Regions from separate parts of the Mus musculus genome. Here region 1 is linked to region 2. A link is a contact called in public promoter capture Hi-C data. All regions are on one chromosome and are shown on one strand. Each heading gives the region's core, a stretch centred on a gene start, on an enhancer-like site or on the middle of the called end of the contact. The rest is flanking DNA. Distances are from core to core; before and after follow the strand shown. Region 1 holds the start of Neurog2 (neurogenin 2). Region 2 holds the start of Gar1 (GAR1 ribonucleoprotein).

Region 1 (6,669 bases), core at 4,094-6,593, 2.2 Mb before region 2:
GAGGTAAAGGACGAGACTACTCCAGCCTCGGCTTTCCCCAGGGCCTGCTGGGGGAAAGTGAACAGAGGACCTAGACTCGGGCCTGCCCGCACTTACCAGACCTGGTGAGGCAAACCTGGTCACCCGGAGCACACTCCGAGGCTTGAGGCAGTGGACTCAGGCCTGGGAGAAAGTCTCCTCTGACTTTGGTTGTCCCTAGCTGGTACCTCCGACGCAGAAAGAGGGGCTGGCACTGGGATGAGCCAGCGCAGGCAGCCCTGTAGTGGGGGCCTCTCCAGGACTCGGTGGAAGCCGCACCCTCCCCTTACCGGATCTTAAGTAGGAAGAGAGGGTGAGAATCCCAAGCAGGAGCTATGATGGGGGGGGGGGGACCAGGATGCAGGGGTTTAAATTTATATTACTTTCAGTGGCTCAGTGGCTCCATAAGAGGAGGCTTGCTGGAACTCTCGCCTGCCTCCACCGGCAGTAACTAACCTGAAGGTCGCAGGATTATTTTACAGAGAAAGCTAATTGTCTGTCCCCACGCTTGCGTCTCCTCCAGCTCTGGAAACTGCGTCTCTAACCCGCAGGGGAGCCTAAGACGCCCTATAAAGACCCCGAGATCTGCTAACTTAACTTTCTCGCCATCTTTCCTCCTTTCCGACAGCTCACTCGGAGGCTTAGGGCTCCGGGCTCCACAGCCTAGCTTTGCAGTTTGTGTCTGCAGAGTGCAGACACGCGCCTTTCTGGCGTCGTCGCGGGATAGCCACGAGTACTCTGGAGGAAGGGCTCCCTTCTTCACGCCCCGGTAGTCATCTGTCGAAAGTCTGGACCATTTGTCCTCTCTCGCCACTTGTGAGGTCGAAGTGCTGACCTCCCCACAGAGACACCTACCCTAAACTTTAGGGCTTTGGGCCATCACAAAGTTCAAGCTTCTTAGAAGGAACAAAGGTTTTCTAAAGGTCTCCACCCCTTCACCCCTCCCCTTACTTCAACTTTTTCTCCAGCTACACGCACTAGGCCTCCTTTCTTTCTAAGGCTTGGCGATGATTTTAAATCACTGGGCTCCCATTTCTTGATAACAGCCCGCTTTGAGCTTTTGTTCTCTTAAAGTAGGATTGCACACTGAAAGAGGGACTGAAGATGAACAGTTTGACCCTTTAGACAGTTCACGCTATGGACAGGCGCGGCCCTGGGTCGCCGCCATTCTTGCCCGGGCTATTCACGCGCTCCCCACCCCCTTCACAGAGCATTTCAGCCTGGTTTCATCTACGCAAACTTTCAGACCACACAAGTGCCTCTTGAATTTATTTAAGTTAAAAGAGTGCTGGAAGGGTCTAGCTGAGGATGTTTGGAGTCCCGTCTTTCGTCCTTCGCAAAGCTGAGTACAAACTGAAATTGCCTTTTTGTTTTCTCAGTGAAACTGAGCACAATGTTGAACAGTTCTGCTATCCAACCAACTGAGCGTGACCGGTTAGTTGGCTCTGGGTTGCACTGTATTGTTAGCTTGTCTTTGGACTTTCTTTCTTTCTTTCTTTCTTTCTTTCTTTCTTTCTTTCTTTCTTTCTTTCTTTCTTTCTTCCTTCCTTCCTTCCTTCCTTCCTTCCTTTCTTTCTTTCTTTCTTTCTTCCTTCCTTCCTTCCTTCCTTTCTCCTCCTCCTCCTCCTCCTCCTCCTCCTCCTCCTCCTCTTCTTCTTCTTCTTCTTCTTCTCCTTCTTCTTCTTCTTCTTCTTCTTCTTCTTCTTCTTCTTCTTCTTCTTCTTCTTCTTCTTTGAATAATATTTTTAGAGTAAGAAACATGTATAGAACTGTTCTAGTATTAAGAGATGGCAGAGGGCTGGGGTTGTCACACAGCACCTTAATCCCAGAGTCCAGCAGTCAGAGGCAGGTGGATCTCTAAGAGTTTGACAATAGCCTGATCTATGAAGCAAGTTCCAGACCAGTCAGAGTTATGTGGGGAGACCCTGTCTCAAAAATGTTAGAAAGAGAGGATTAGACAGAGACGAGACTCAGAGAGAACAGCTATTGTTTCAACATTTTTTTATGTCTGTCCTTCACACAGTTACCTAATGCATATCCATTGCATAAAGCAAACAAGGAGGTTCTTACTCAAAAAGTGAAAATCTATGAGCCCATGACATCTTGATATTTAAATGATTTAGAGACCAATAATACCGGTATCTGAATATGGAGGCAGTGCTAAGTTTCTTGACAGCTTTGGAATGCACCGTGTGCTCTCCAAAAACAAAACAAAACAAAGCAAACTCCAGACAAAGAAATTTGCAGTTAATCTTAACACTATTTCACTATTGTCAGCATCTGCTCAGACAATTCTGTGTACATTATTTTCATAAACCACAGACAAGGTGTGGATTTGTCTTTTAAAAACTCTATTTGTTCTATTTTATATGTTTGAGTGTTTTGCCTGCACATATGCATATCTGCTATGTATGTGCTGGTGTCTGTGGAAAGGTCAGAAGAGAAGGGAAAAAGCCAGAAGAATGTGTCAGAATGCCTGGAACTGGAGTTTGGGATGCTTGTGGGCCACCATCTGGTGCTGGGACTCAAACCCAGGTCCTCCAAGAGCAACAGGTACTGTAAAGTGCTGAGCCACCTCTCCAGACTTCTAGGTGTGGATTTGTCAAAGGAAGTCACTTGCATGGTCAGGAGATCATAACACTGCACAATGCCAGAGGAGAGGAGAAAGTGGGGACTCAGACACCTCGGTACTGCTAACAAGCAATGAAAGGACTGGATTGTGTGTGTGTTTTCACTGGCACTGAGTGTTAGACTCAGCTTGATATCATTGTTAGTTGAGGCTACACAGGCTCCTAAGGTTCCCTTTAAAGCTTTAACTGAATTATGACTATGTTCTGACAATATTTTGCCATTAAGTCACCCAGCACTGCCTGGCTAAGCAAAATAAATAAATAAAAAATAAATAAATAATAAAATAAAATAAAACAAAATTGAAGCAACTTGCCCAAAGAGATATATTTCTACTGATATCCAAATAAGCCTTCCTTTGTTTTCGAGTGCATTAATTTAGCCGCTTGTCTTCTCTTGCAGGCAGCCCCCGTGGAGAGGTGGAGCTGTCCCGAGGCTGACACAGCAGGTTCCTCTCATCATTCTGGTATTTGTTTTTAATGGTCTTTGATCATTTCATCAGATCCTACTGTTCCCATCCTTTATTCTATTCAAGTTTATGAACAAACACAAACTCCGCATCCACTCCCACATGTTCCTTAAATCCCCATCCGTTCAGCCAAGGCCAAACAGACCCTTAGTGGGGGTTTCTTTTAGGAAGAATTTGAAGGGTGGTTAAGTGTTTGGTCTCAATGCTAACTACGTAAGGTCGCGTGCACCTGCAACCATGTGGGCTGTCCGACAGCTCTCACTCCAAATATATATTTTTTGCCTTCCAGACTATTCGGCTTCTTGCGAGTTTCTAGACAGAGCTAGAGACTCAAAGGAAGAGTCTCTGAGAGGGCCGGATGGCGTGTGTTGAAGTCCAGTATCGTCTGTGCCTTCCCATTATTTCAGTCCTGTCTACAAGGGAAATTAAAGTGTTCCGAGAGGATCTAGCGGGAACTAGATGAAATAATGCTTTTACATTTAGGAAATGTGCTTTTTTTAAAGGGGGAAGAAATGAAAGTTTGACAGAAAATACTGGAGGTTGGGGTGCTGCAAAGATCCAGACTATTTCCCTGGATGCTAATTTTGCTTTTCTTCGGCTCCACGCTCTCCAAATCCTGCTCCGTAGCCCTCTAAGGGAACTAAACACACGCAAACCGTGCCAATGCGAACAGTGCTCTGGCTGAACTCTTCTCTGAGATTCAGCTCATTTTCAGTCCCAACGAACTAAGGAGCCAGAGACCTGCGGATAATCTCTTTCTCTGGCTCTGGTGGACTGCTAAAGCCCCTCCCAAGACTCTCCTTTCATCCTCGCAAAAAAGGACCCCGCGACCGGTCCCAGATGACACTCAGGACTCACTCACTTCTGGGACTCTGGTTCTGCGTCTAGTGGTAAAGGGGAGGGACAGACAGCAATTCAGAACAAGTTTCCTCTCAAGTCCAGCAGGGAGCTAGAGCTCCTTTCTATTTTTTTTCTCCCCATTGAAAAGGCAGAATTGGGAGGACAGGCCCTATGTCTCAACAACGCCCCCCAGAGCGGAGCAGAGGTCATACAAGTGTCAGAGTGATCCACTCGCTCCTAGGAGCAGTAGCACGCCTGCCTTTGCCACCCACACAGGAAGCCACCTTATAGTATCATCTGGCTCTAACCTGTTGTTGGTACCCATCCCCTTCCGCACCAGAAGCCCCCCAAATTACGTCAAGGCGTGAAGCCTCACTGTGTCTCAGGGAAAATGGGTGTGTCAAGTGAGTGCGTTTATTTTATTTTATTTTATTTTATTTTTTTTTAATGCTCATCAATTGCTCTCCGACCAATTTCCCCTTCTAGGGGACGTCTCTGTGAACTCCTAATGTTTCCCAAACAGTCATAGACACGTTTCTCTAGAACTCAGGCACACTCTCTCACAACGTGCCTCCTGTCTGGCACACGTACGTGACCCCTTCCTTTTCCTAATTAGACTAAGGTGTTTTAAAACCCGTTTTCTAGTTGATACGGCCCCAAAGAGGCTTTGCCGAGACATGGCCGGCAGCACCACCAGGCTGCCTTCTCCGGGATTCTGACTCTCACTAATTCAAGGCTCCGGTCGCCCGCCCGTGAGACCCCGGCTGAGACGGGCGGGACGCGTATGGAGGACTCGGGCGGGAGCAGTAGTCGGGGTGCCCCCCCCCCCCCCCGCCATGGGCCCCCAGCACTCGGGCCCCTAATGAGCTGCTGAAAGGGAGCGGGCTCCGGTGCGCGTGGCTCGCAGGCCTCCCGGAGTCCCGGGAACACTGATTGGCCAGCTGCGCCTCGCGACCTCCTTTCATTAATAAATTAGCGGCACGCTCCAGCCGAGCGCGAGCCACCAATCACAATAGACAGCGGCGGCGACAACAGCCGCAGCTTGAGCCACTGCCGCCGCCGCGGCTTCGGTAGCTTGGGCTGCAGCCTGGAGCGCCAACAGGAGCTTTAGAACCATTTTATGCTGATTAGATAAAGGGGGGACGGAGGGGCGGGGGTGATGGAGGAGGAGGATGGATGGCCAGGCCAGGGGAGGGGGAGAGGGACTAAAGAAAGGGAAAGAAATGAATGATGATAATACGATGAAAAGAATAAGCTGGGGAGGGAGAGCGGGGGACCAGGACAGGCGGAGGAGGAGAGGGCGGGGGAAGGGTAGGTGAGGAGGGGGCCCCGGGGCAGATCTGATTGTTTTCTTGGTGGTATATAAGGGGTTTTAAGGAGAGTCGTGTGCCAGACACGCAGCCACTGAACCACAAGCAGCTCGGCTTTAACTGGAGTGCCTTGGAGTCGCGTGCCAGCAGCCACACGGCCAGGGACTGACTGACAGACAACCACGCACGAGAACGACAACACACGAGACTCGGGCGAGCTGCCGCGGTCGTCCGGGCTCTTGGCAAAGTCGCCCAGCCGAGAGGCCCCCCCGCGGAGGTGCGCCTAGGAAGCGCCAAGCCCGCGGCGCGGAGGACACCGTGCTCGGTTCCGGGCTGCGGGGACATTCCCGGACACACACCGGAGCAGCAGCTGCGCCGCGACACATCTGGAGCCGCGTAGGTAAGTGTGCATGCCGCGGCTCTCCACTTCGCAGGCAGTGTCCCCACGCAGGCTCACGCCGCCCACGCTAACTCCATCGCTCTAGACGCAGTGACTTCTGTGACCGGCAGAAGGTGGCTCGAGCCCGGGGCGCTCCTCCCCAGCTCTGTCCTCGCCATCTTCGCGAATGCACATTGAGGGAGATGGAGGGGGGGGGGGCGGGGCGCGGCGCCAGCGACACTTTACCCTGTCCATTCTGGGAATAAATTTCATCTGCCTCTTCTTTCTCAGGATGTTCGTCAAATCTGAGACTCTGGAGTTGAAGGAGGAAGAGGAGGTACTGATGCTGCTGGGCTCGGCTTCCCCGGCCTCGGCGACCCTGACCCCGATGTCCTCCAGCGCGGACGAGGAGGAGGACGAGGAGCTGCGCCGGCCGGGCTCCGCGCGTGGGCAGCGTGGAGCGGAAGCCGGGCAGGGGGTGCAGGGCAGTCCGGCGTCGGGTGCCGGGGGTTGCCGGCCAGGGCGGCTGCTGGGCCTGATGCACGAGTGCAAGCGTCGCCCGTCGCGCTCACGGGCCGTCTCCCGAGGTGCCAAGACGGCGGAGACGGTGCAGCGCATCAAGAAGACCCGCAGGCTCAAGGCCAACAACCGCGAGCGCAACCGCATGCACAACCTAAACGCCGCGCTGGACGCGCTGCGCGAGGTGCTGCCCACCTTCCCCGAGGATGCCAAGCTCACGAAGATCGAGACGCTGCGCTTCGCCCACAATTACATCTGGGCGCTCACCGAGACTCTGCGCCTGGCGGACCACTGCGCCGGCGCCGGTGGCCTCCAGGGGGCGCTCTTCACGGAGGCGGTGCTCCTGAGCCCGGGAGCTGCGCTCGGCGCCAGCGGGGACAGCCCTTCTCCACCTTCCTCCTGGAGCTGCACCAACAGCCCGGCGTCATCCTCCAACTCCACGTCCCCATACAGCTGCACTTTATCGCCCGCTAGCCCCGGGTCAGACGTGGACTACTGGCAGCCCC
Region 2 (6,482 bases), core at 1,405-3,904:
CCAGCTAGGGCTGTAGCAGAGACACTTGGGTAACTCAGTGCTTGGTTACTACTGTGGAACAGCCTCAGCACTTCACTTCACGAACTGGAGGAGCTGTGAGTGTCTCAAGGAAGACACACACCACCCCCTCTGAATCCAAAATCTTAATTTAAGTATGACTCACCTTCTGTAGCTTTTTAAAGGAAGATGCCTTCATGTTTTCTGACAACTTAACTGAAAAATACTATTAATTAAATTAAGGAAAAAGACACTAAGAATGCCTAGCTATAAGAAATTTCCAAGTAGAAATGGCATTTTCTTTAAAATAATTAAAACAAAACCAAAAACCCAAGAGACAGAAGAGCCAATACAATCTGGTGGCACGTATTCAAATGGCCACCACTCCCAGAACCCAGAGGACAGCCATCTCTCCTTGGCGCATCATTTTTAAATATGGACGGATGCGCTCCCTACAGATCCTCCTCCGTGAGACTCGTCTGTAGCTTTGCTATCTCACTGAATGAAACAGTGAGTTTGCTTTGATATTTCTGGCTGGGGAGGAAGGGACACGATAATTCTTAACAAGATTGCTGACTCACCCAATCAGAAAGGATACAAAATCTCTAAGCTGTCCAAATATCTCATCCACTTTCCCGACTTGCTCTTTGTTTTCTAAGTAAACAGGGGCGTTGAAGTAGGGCACCTTGTTCTCCTCGGTGGTACATTTACACACGATGTCATCTTCACAGGGATGCATGAATTCTCCTAACACTGAAACAGCACAGAACAGACACGAGGCCACTGCAAACACTGACCAACTCGGGAATCCAGTGGGCTTTGCCACTTGTCTTTCCCCATATCTGATCCCCTCTATGGCAGAGCTCAGCTGTCAACACTGTAGTCCCAAGTTAGCATGCCACTACCAGGGGACCTAAAAGAGACTCCCCTTCTGTCTGTACACTGTAAAATGAGGCCAGTCACATCTAACTGCAGCCACACCTGATGCTAAAGCAACAGGAACAACAAACTAGGTGCTTACAATGGTGCTCACTCGCTGTCCACCAGTTACCCTGTCATGGCTGTTACAGCTGCATTCAATGCTACGTTCCATTGACTCTTCTTCCTCCCCAGCCTCAAATGTGAACCACTCTGGCTTTATTGATCCCTCCCTCCTTTCTCAGAACTCATCACCACTACCACTTCTTCACCAGTGATTATCCCTTCCTGGGAAGTGTGCAAACACAAGGCACCTCTGTTTCTGTAACCCAGGATTAATACCATTCGCCTACAAAACTAACTCCCCAACCTTAGCAACAACTAGAACCTTTTCTTCTCACTATCAGCCAAGTTCTACTTATATTTCTTTTGAAATCCCTTCTCCATCCGTGTGTCCAATGCACAGACTTCAGGCAGCATGGAACCCAGGGAACTATGAATGTGGCCCTACACAAGATAGTACACACACTTATTTACAACATGATTTTGCAGGGTGCAAGGGAATGAGTGTTCAAACTAGGCTGCATGGTTATGGAGTGTGAATTCTGTAGGTATTTTCTGGTAACTGAAAATATGAGCTACGAAAACTAAAAACTTGGCTTTGTGTTTCAACTATATCACTAAGGAATCATACTTAATCCTAAAAAGTGTTCTGCCCTTTAGAAGGAGCCAGGTACTCAATGTTGTCTAAGTCTCATCTTTTCAGTCCCAACTCAAGTTCACCTCCACACTGCATTTCGGTTCTCATGATCAGTCCCTTATACGTGTCAGGGCACTCAAGCGACTTGCCTTTCGGAGTCTTATCAACAAACGCACTAATAACTTAAACCGGATTCTATTCCCAATGCAAAGGAGGTTAAGCTCAGAAGACGACTTACAGACGACACGTTCTGGAGGCCCTTGATCTTGAAATTTATTAAAGCCTCCACGACCGCCCCCTCGTCCAAATCCTCCTCGGCCGCCGCCCCTGAAACTGCCGCCGCCGCCGCCGCCTCCGCCCCTGAAACTGCCGCCGCCGCCTCCGCCGCCCCCTCGGAAGTGGTTGTTGCTGCCGCCGCCACGGTTGAAGCCTCCGCCTCCACCACCGCGATTAAAGCCTCCGCGACCTCCGCCTCGGAAAGACATGCTCTCTCCGGCCTGGCGAAATAGACGGGCCGCTCCTCCCGGTCACCGCGGGTCGATCATTTATCTAAGTCCCCTCCGCCTCGCTCAGGCCACCAAGAAGGGGACAGCAGTAAACGCCGCCCTGCCACTCGCCCACACAGCCAAGTGGCGAGCGCAGAGAGAGCGGTGTCTTCGCCCCAGCCCCACGACCCGTGGCTCGCCACCGCATCCCATGCCTCTCCACCGCATCCCGCCCCGCGGGTGCCCTCACCCTCGCTCGCCCTCCGCCGCACTCACCGCGCCACGTGCGTCTCCAGCCTAGCCCGGCGCGCGCGCGCGGAGGGACACTTCCGGCGCGCTCAAACCTCCTCGGCCACCGTAGCCGTCCAATGTTACCAGACTAGAAATTGGAAGGGCTGGTTTGCAGGAAGGGCCCGTCACTACCGGACGCAGCGGTCCCAACGCCTTACCGAGTAGAGCACACAGCACCGGAAGAGAAACAATAGCGTCCAGCGTGACCCCCCCCCGCCCCCACCTCATCCACGCAAGGGCCACCGCGCTAGAGGTGGCGGAAGTGACGCAAAATCGCAGCGCCCTCCGTACGCGACGTTTCCGGAAGTGTGGCGGCGCGTTGCCCTTGGAAACGGAGTTGTTTGAGTCCTTCCGTGCTAACAGCTGGTGAGGCGTGTCGTCGCTGAAGCGTGCTGGCTGCAGTTGGTGCTACTCGCCGGGCTCTGTCACTTCTTGGGTTGCGAGAAGGTCCCGACCTGACTCTGCTCCACGGAGTGTTGGCCACTCAAGCGGTGCTCAGCCCAGGACGTCGGAACCTGTCACCGCCAACGGAGTTGCCTCTGTGTGTGTGTGTGTCCTGTTATTATTAAATACGAAAGGGTGTGTGTCGAAGTTGCCTGTGTGTCCGTGTTCTGTTATTATTAAATAGGAAAGGGTGTGTGTTTGTGTGTGAGATGACAGAAAGGCAACCATTTTTAAATATGGTCTCAATGTCTTCATCAAGTACGTTTTGAACTCCGAGAGACTATGCACCCATCTATAGATGACACCTCACCTCCCGTCTCCTTAACACTCTCATCTCCGACATCGGTTTCCTTACATCACTAAAACTTCACTCATCACAAAAGAAGTGACCTCTAGTTCTTAAATTTGGTTGACTTCTTTTGTATCTGTATTGTCTGAAACATCTCTTGGCATTTGACAATATCACCTTTTATTTGAAAGAAAGTAGAGACTGATCCGCATATCAGAGGATTATTGTGAATAGATTTTTGAAAGATCTTTGTAAAAGATATAGAAACATTAATAATTCCAGTATGCCAGTTACTCTAAACTGTAAACTTCTTGAAAAAGTACACACCAGTTCCAAATATTTTTAAAAATTGGGCAAATGTACTTTAAATTTAGATGTTATAACCATATATATCCAATTATATATTATATTTATAATATAATATATGTAATATAGAACATACAATTATAAAATACTGAATTATAATATATGTAATAATTACATATGTAATTTTACATGCATACACACCATATATATATATGTATACACACACACACACACACACACACATATAATCAGCACTATCCCTACCTCTATTCTAGGCTTGTGGCAATCTCTAATCAAACCTGATGGGTTTCTGTTGATTCCTGTGAAGTACCTTTGTACTGTCATAGCTGAGTTCAGCCTTTTGACACTGCTACCCTTTTTCATTGCCACTCCAAATCACTCAATATAGTCTAAGAATTCAGATGCTCAAACATCACAACAGGCAACATCTCCCATTCTGGGCCCCAGACTAAATAAATGCTTGTTGACTTAACTTCTTCCGTCTGTGCTGCATTTGATGATATAGTGAATCTAATACCATTGCTGTTTTGTATAGTCTCATACTCAGCTCCCCCATAGCCCTGCACTTTCCCTTAGCAGTGTGTCTAAAGCCGTTTACATGATTAGTAATCAGTATGTGCACTTACCATCCCTCTGCCCCATCAGGCTAGAATTGCTGCCTTGTTTTCTTTGTCTTTGTTAGACTCTTCCTCTCTCCTGAAATAGCTCCATTTTCCATCCACTAGAATAGCCCCATATTCTGACCATGGAGGAATGCTCTAAATAATTTTACTATTTACACAGCCCCTGCATAAAATTTACATACACACATATACATGCATGAATGTACACACTAGAACAATAAACTTTATATCACACAATAGTTGCGAAAGTTTTTTTAACTATGGCAAAATATACATAATATAAATCGTCATTATTCTTAAATTATTCCCTGCTATTAAGTTCATTCACACGGCTGTGCAATACAGTGCCCTTTTGAATAGAGAGTGATGTTTTCACTGTGAACCTATGGGGCTATGGAGATAGCTCAGTGGATAAGAATGCTTGCTATACAAGAAAGAAGGTCAAGGTTAAAATCTCCAGCATGCAAACAGAAGTTGAGCATTGCCCTGGATGCCTGTAACCCAAGTTTATCAAACTTTGAAAGTGAAACTTTCTTAGTTTTTCATATTCCATCATGAAAATTTCACTCTTTGTATTCTATCTCTGTCTTAAGTACTGGGATGAGTTTCTTTCTTTCATTTTCTTTTTAATACTTATCTTTAGTCATGTATAAATCTCTTTTTTTTTTTTTTGCTTTCTTCTATTTGTTCCTAAACTTACCAGTTCTACTCATTGGCTGGAGAGATGACTCAGTGGGTAAGTGTACTTGCTGCTTTTGCAAGTTGAGCTCCTAGTAACTACTTCAGGAGGTTCATGGTCATCAATAACTCTAGCTCCAGGGGATCCAATGCCCTTTTCTGAACTCCATGGGCACCTAAACACACATGACACAGACTTACACATAAATAAATAAAAATAAATCTTTTGTTGTTGTTGTTTTTCTGATACAGGGTTGCTCTGCATAGCCCAAGCTGTCCTGGAACTCACTCTGTAGACCAACCTGGCCTCAAACTCAGAAATGGGCCTGCCTCAACCTCCTAAATGCTAAGATTAAAGGCATAAGCCACCACCGCCCAGAAAATAAATCAATTTTTAAAAAGAAATTCTACTTATTACCGAAGGCTTAAAACTTGTTCAGTGATTTTTTTTAACAAATGAGAACCTTGATTCTAGTTTAGCAATAATTTAAAGCATAGTAATAAAAGTTAACTAGAATTATCTTCAGAAGAAAGGAAAATCATAAACATTTTGCACTCCCTGGGGGCAGTGTGCACTCCCTGGGGCAGTGTGCATTCCCTGGGGCAGTGTGCACTCCTTGGGGCAGTGTGTACTCCCTGGGGCAGTGTGCACTCCCTGGGGCAGTGTGCATTCCCTGGGTCAGTGTGCACTCCTTGGGGCAGTGTGTACTCCCTGGGGCAGTGTGCATTCACTGTCCCCTCAGTTCTTGTGTTGGTTAGGTTTTTTTGTCTGCATGACACAAGCCAGAGTCCCCTAAGAGAAGAAAAACTCAAATAAGAAAATGCTACTAACAAATTTGCCTTTTGCAAGCCTTTGGGGTATTTTCTTACTTGATGGTTTGTTGTTGACTTTGGCTACTTTGTGGGTTCTTCTTTCTTCCACCAATCTCCTCCCCTTTTCTTCTACCCTTTCAACTCCCTAACAGTAGGTAAGTGAGAGAAGAAGATAGAGAGGATAGGAAAGAGATCTCTGAATAAAGTCAGGGGTCTGAAAGGGGGTGATGTTATCATCATTAGACTACTTCCTGCTGATTAGGGGCACAGAGTTCTTTGGGGCAAGTTTGATCTTCACCATCAGGATATCTAATTTCTTCTTGTTGTTTCTTCTTTGTGCATGAGTGCTTAATAAACTATGACCAACAGCAGCCAACAAGCAACCCACCAACCAATAGCCCAATAACAACCCATCACCTCTCAGGGGTCTGACGTTTATTTATCCTCTGAAAAGTCCCCAGAATTCCAAATGTCACAAAATTCCACCCCTGCAGATGTATTTGAGATACTGGTGTGTCTTTTGGGCTTGCAGGCCTCGTTAATACCAGGCCTAATAATCCTTTGGCTTCAAAGGATCTCAGAGTATTCGTATCTTCCAACAAGAAAGCCTATGTAACAACCCACCTGCCAAGGGTACTCTCAGCAAAAGAGGTGCAGAAGTTAGCCTGTGCCCATGTATTATACCACGTATTGCATACCATGGTCCCCAGAAGATAGTATAGCATTGCAGGGTTTGCTGAATGCTGAGCCAACGTGAGAGTTAACGGCCCTCCGAGAGGACTACTGCTATCCTCTAGGGATTCATGTGTACATTTAACCACAGCCTCATATTTAGCGTCGTGTCTCTCATAGAAATGATACACGGGTCTGGGAACAATCAAGGGATTCAGGCAGGAATGACTACACTGACCACTGCT

What was found. Capture Hi-C pulls out chosen DNA fragments and counts their contacts.
Region 1: a promoter capture Hi-C map of adipose tissue shows a contact between it and region 2, with 2.8 times the contacts expected there. The contact joins the promoter of Neurog2 here to the promoter of Gar1 in region 2. A contact is called at or near these places in 3 of 39 promoter capture datasets (the 3T3-L1 cell line, hippocampal neurons and pre-B cells), 2 of 115 datasets of contacts at active chromatin or transcription factors (large pre-B cells and stem cell-derived neural progenitor cells) and 2 of 9 other capture datasets (adipose tissue and liver).

What each region holds. Positions count from the first base shown.
Region 1 is chr3:127,627,793-127,634,461 of GRCm38.p6, forward strand. Neurog2 (neurogenin 2) reads left to right here and starts at 5,344. Exons shown (of 2, transcript NM_009718.3): 1 at 5,344-5,665; 2 at 5,936-6,669. The coding sequence starts at 5,937. Gm40147 (a long non-coding RNA gene) reads right to left here and starts at 1,011. Exons shown (of 2, transcript XR_867627.3): 1 at 97-1,011.
Region 2 is chr3:129,828,742-129,835,223 of GRCm38.p6, forward strand. It overlaps Gar1 (GAR1 ribonucleoprotein), which reads right to left and starts at 2,655. Exons shown (of 7, transcript NM_026578.3): 1 at 2,377-2,655; 2 at 1,854-2,112; 3 at 596-750; 4 at 164-223. The coding sequence starts at 2,100.